2 separate regions of the Mus musculus genome follow, and region 1 is linked to region 2. The links are chromatin contacts, called in public promoter capture Hi-C maps. All regions are on one chromosome and are shown on one strand. The core of a region is the stretch at or near the end of the contact, and the rest is flanking DNA. Distances in the headings are between cores, read along the strand shown.

Region 1 (2,700 bases), core at 126-2,625, 640 kb after region 2:
TGCCATCAAATTTTAATACAAATTGAGAAATGGAGGCAACACCAAACTAATCACGGGTATCCAAAGGCTTACTGAACACTAGATAACAAACTAGGCTTCCTTACACATAATCTCAACTGCATGTTTAAATCGTTCTGCCCCCACAGGACCTTAAACACTGCAGAGAGCCAAGCCTTCAACTGCTCACCTGAAGCTTTCTTTTCTTTCAGATGTTCATTGAATGAGCTATTACTGTCTCCTTGTTCTACAGCAGATTGTTCCGGATTTGATACAATATCCTAGAAAACATGAGCACATAAGATCCTCACAGTACACAAAGTAGTACAACAGGGACCTTTCTGTGGGTGAGAACACGTTGATTTCATTTTTCGTTCCCCACCAACTTTATCCAAAAGCTAACAATCAACTAAACACGTTAATTTTCTGGGTTAGTTTGGTGTAGGGGGGTCAGAAAAAAATAATAACTTGAACAGGGCATCATCACTCACTCACCAACACGGGGTTCTCTTTGTGCATCTGCAGATTAGGAAGGTGTCGAGATAGCACGCTGAAGTGAGAGCCTGCATCTTCTTCCAGAACCTGGCTTTCAGGCTGAGAATCTTCTATTATCAGGCAAGGAGTGTCTTGCTGAGAGAAATCTGAATCCAATTGACTTCCAGTAGGGTCCATCTGCTCCCCTGGAATGGAATAACAAAAGATCAGTTCGAAGAGTAACCCTATTGAGCTTTCCACACACAATCTGAGACTAAATAAAGGGGCGGAAGTGTGAGATCGAGAAAGGGACCATTCTAGGGCTACCCAGTAGCCCACATTTGCAATCGCTCTTAGCACTTTCTCAGCCATCTCCCCAGCCCTCATTTCTCCGTTATTTACCACCGCGCCTCTGGATCCTTCGATCTCCCCCTCCCTCCCTCCTTTCTCTTCACCTTCCCTCAGACACGCTTCCTTCCTCACCTCTTCTCCCCGCCCCTTTCCATCCCCCACACAACTCTCCCCGCGTTCTGACGCCACTGAGCCCCGGGAAGACCTCTTCGCAACCCCGGCGGGCGGGAAGCCCACGGCCCTCATGCGGCCTCAGGACCACCGCGGCGGCTGCCTCCCCACCCCCTCCCCGGCCCTCCAACCCCGTCCCCGTCACCGCCGCCATGCTTGCCACCCCGCCCCCTCCAGGCGGCCAGCCCTTCAAGCCCGCCACCCGGGCCTCTGCGGCCCGCTAGCTCGGCTCCGCTCGCAGCACTACCTGGCATCCCGGCGAGAGGTGCCTCGCGCTGGATCTAGAGGTTTCTGCACGCTGCCCAGGCCCCTCCAGGTCGATCCCCAGGTCGCCACTGTCGCCACCGCCGCCACTGGCCGCGAGCTCCCCCTTTTCCCGTCACGTCACGCAATATCGGATCGCCCATTCGCTGCTGTTGTCTGCCACTCAGGAAATCCTATGGATGATAGGTGGCTGAGGTGAAGTGCCCGCCCCCAGCGTAAGAAAAGGAACACGGCGGCGTGTTTCCATGGTAGCATGGACGTCGCAGGCCCTCCCCCTAATACAGCCAGCATGACAGTATCCTTGAACCGAAGGGACATTAAGAGGGCATGAAATAAAAACCCCTGCCTGAAGGACGGGGGTACTCACTACTCACACTTGAGGGCTTCGGCCCCTTCACTGACTTCCGTGGAAAAGGAGAGTCTCCTGGATTTTCAAAGAAAGGGCAAAGAGGAGGAGAATTGAGGAGAGCTAGTACTTCTGAAATGGTGAAATGGAAGAGAAGCCTCTGTGGGGTTTGCCAGTGTCGATCAGGATCCCATTTGTAGACCTCTGCCTGAATTTAAAGGCTTCCGTTTTCCCACTCTATGTCTCTGGCAGTTTTGATTTTGTTGTTTTATATTGTCTTCGTGTTCCCACTCCCTTTCAAGCTTCCCTATTTGTCTCTCTCTGCCCTTTCTTTTAGGGAATTGCAGCAGCCCCAGACGCTTTGCACCTCCCATTGAACGAACTGAGCATTGTAATCCTCAAACTAGAAGCAAAGAGAACAGCTGTCACCCCTACTAACTCAATGACCTAAAGGATCCAGGCCCAGAGATTTAATTATCCTAATCATGGTGTCAGGGTCTTATAAAGGGTGTGGCAGCTGTGACAACTATTAATGAACTGAGCTCAAGATACATATGTGGTTTCACTGTCATTTTAATTTAAAGAGCCGTTGGATCTGGGCTAGAATTCTAACCAAGCAGCTGTCAGGAGGGAAAGCACCTAGCACAGTGCCAAGAATATACATAGAAGGCATTAAAATGGAGGCGGTTTTCTCTACTCCAGACTCAGAATTATTTAGGCACAGCCCATACATGATTCTCAACTTCTATAAATGCCCAGTTTAGCACTTGAAATAAGCCAAGCTTAGAGAGGAGCATCCTACCAGCCAATCTCCTCTCTGCTGCTATAAATTACAGTGATCATATTCTCCTAACCCAAAAATCAAAGCATGTTGTCTTCATACGCATTACTTGTGGGAACAAAAGGATCAGCTTAAACGAAATCGCTCTGAAAATTTTAGGATCTATTGTTATAACTAAAATTCCAATCCTAGAATGTTTTACAAGTAGAGCAAAAATGACCCAAATCACAGAGACACATCTTACCTCTTAATCCTAAAATCATTCATGATTGACTCCTGAGTTTCTCTACTGAGTACTAGACATCAAATCAATGCA
Region 2 (2,700 bases), core at 154-2,653:
TTCTTTGAGACAGGGTTTCTCTGTGTAGCCCTGGCTGTCCTGGAACTCACTCTGTAGACCAGTCTGGCCTTGAACTCACAGAGATCCACCCGCCTCTGCCTCCCAATTGCTAAGATTAAATAAAGGCTTGCAGAACCACTCTCCAGCTTATATAAACTCTAACCCTAATATTAATAATACAATGGCTAACCCTACCCCACCTCTCTCTAATCATGATGTTTGACGATTTAGTAGTCTTCAGTGGACACAAATTTGTCACCATCAGAAACGGACCCTTGTTTCTGTTTTTGCTGTTGTGAGACATGGGAGCTTCCTGTGTGGAGGTCTTGGAACTCCCCAGTGTTGGAATTGTTAAGTGTTCATCAGCACCCCAGGTCTCAGAGCTGGGCTTCAGGCTTTACAGCTATAAATAGCTATTTCTTATTTGAATAAACCAGCTCTGATCAGACAGCATTTGCTCTGTATGTACTATAAATACTGCTTAGGGTGGTAGTGAAGTTACAGGGCAACCGAGAGAAATTTGTCAGTAAGTTAGGAAAAAAAAAAAAGAAAGAAAGAAGAAAAAAAAAGCCTCTTCATTTTTTTTTTTTTTTTTTTTTAGGCTGGGCATGACAGCCCACACCTTTTTTTTTTTTTTTTTTAAGATTTATTTATTTATTATATGTAAGTACACTGTAGCTGTCTTCAGACACTCCAGAAGAAGGAGTCAGATCTTGTTACGGATGGTTGTGAGCCACCATGTAGTTGCTGGGATTTGAACTCCAGACCTTCGAAAGAGCAGTCGGGTGCTCTTACTCACTGAGCCATCTCACCAGCCCCAAGCCTCTTCATTTAAACGCACCTTAGAATTACAAAATCATTTGTTTTTCTCATTTCATTGTTGTTGTTTTGAGACGGGACTTCACGCTGAACTCCAGGCTGACTTCAACTCACCATGTAGGCTAACCTTGAATTCAAAATATTCTTGCCTCAGCCTCTACGATAGGCTCCACTTTATTTTTGACCTTAAAATTTAGCCGCAGTTTTGACATAGCAGACCAATAGGGTAAAAAATAAAATTACTAATTTCCTTCATGAACTTTCAAGTATTAACCAGAAATTCAGTCACCAGATTTTAGAACAAAAGAGATACTACAGCTTGCGTAGGACAGTCAGCGGTGCGAGGGGTAGAACGAGACCAGGTTGCTCAGCCCACCTGCCTCAGGATTGGCTAAGGCTCCGCAGGCCCCGCCCCTGTCTGGCGTTTCCTTGCACTCGGGCGGGAGCGTCCAGAGAAGTGAGAGGGTGGAGCAAGGCAAGGAGGCCCACCCCCATCTGTCTCAGGATTGGTTGATACCTAGTGGGCCCCGCCCCCTAGGGCGAGGCTTGGGCTGCGGTCGGGAGGCGCGTGGGACGGGCGGGGCAGTCTGTGGCTCTTGCAGTGCCTGTGGCTGGGTCTGTTCGCTGGACGCCGGCCAGGGATGCTTCCGCCGGACCGCTGTGTGGGTCTTGGGTTGTGGCGGAGGGATGGCGAATGTGCAGGTGGCCGTGAGGGTCCGGCCTCTCAGCAAGCGGTGAGTCTGTCAGGAGGGGGCGCCTGAGGGGTCAAGTGAGCTGAGAGGAGTGCGAGGTCCCTGCCTTCCTCAGGGTGGACTGGCGTGGAGAAAAAAAAAAAATCAGACACAGATTGTCATGGAGGCTCAGGGTCCAGAAGGCCTGGAGGGACAGGGCTTCGCGTCCTAGGAGATAGCAGTTCTTGTGTGGCTCCAGGAGTCGCTGCCCTGTGTGCATGTCCTTGGTGACCTGCCAACTAGTTTCTAGGGACCCTGGCTTGGGTCTTGGTGCACGTAGTAGGGCCTTTCTCACGGAGCATGACGTGAGGAAGTACAAAAGGATGGGCAGACTCCACTACTTTTGGTGTTCTGGGAGTACCCAAGTGAGGACTGGAGGCTGTTGTGTCCGTATATACACATGGGATTGCTCCAAGAGGACATAGGAAAAAGAATTATCAGGATATGGAAGGAAAATAAAGGCCCAGAGAAAGTACACTCTCAACCTGTGCTCAGTAGTTGGTGTGATTTAAAGACTGAACTGTGACATAGGGGAAGTTTCTCCAGACATCTCTTCTTGGTGTCCTCCATGCTAGCTAGTTCCTTGTGTAGGAGCCTGATTCTGCACCCCTCAGCCCTTGAGGCATCCAGTGTGAAGCTGCACACTTCATCCTCTTTTCCTCTCACTTGGGAAGTCAGAGAATGCTTTGCACAAAAGTTGGTGTCAAAGAGCTGTTGTGAATGATCTTTGAGTTTTCTGACAAGTAAGGAGAAGAAGTGCAGAGTCCTCCAAGAACAGGAAGAAAGAGCAAATCTCTGCTCTTAGGGTGTAGATGGAAGCCTTGGACACCTGCTTGGGTTGAAGCGGAAGAGTGATGGGTGATAAAACTGGCAGAGTGTGGGTCTAGACCAGATGACATGTATTGGAATTAGCAGGTTTTTTTTAACTGTCCAGTACACAAGATACCTTGGTAAATGGGAACAGAGGTCAAAAAGGGCATTGTCTCCTATGACGAAAATGGTTCTGTATGGGTTAGGTTTGTCCTTTTAGAGGCCATCTGCTTTTAAAAGTTTAGACCGAATGAGAGCAGTGAGATAGGAGGAACACAAAAGAGTGTACCCCAAATTGCTGTGTTTTGATTGGTAAATGACTTTTTAAACATCTGGCTTT

Evidence for each region. Promoter capture Hi-C pulls out the DNA fragments that hold promoters and counts their contacts.
Region 1: a contact with region 2 is called in a promoter capture Hi-C map of liver, with 2.4 times the contacts expected there. The contact joins the promoter of Trp53bp1 here to the promoter of Stard9 in region 2. A contact is called at or near these places in 3 of 39 promoter capture datasets (liver and pre-B cells).

The regions. Positions count from the first base shown.
Region 1 is chr2:121,270,032-121,272,731 of GRCm38.p6, forward strand. Trp53bp1 (transformation related protein 53 binding protein 1) reads right to left here and starts at 1,376. Exons shown (of 28, transcript NM_013735.4): 1 at 1,241-1,376; 2 at 493-677; 3 at 188-278. The coding sequence starts at 1,247.
Region 2 is chr2:120,627,718-120,630,417 of GRCm38.p6, forward strand. It overlaps Stard9 (START domain containing 9), which reads left to right and starts at 1,404. Exons shown (of 33, transcript NM_001370940.1): 1 at 1,404-1,553. The coding sequence starts at 1,507.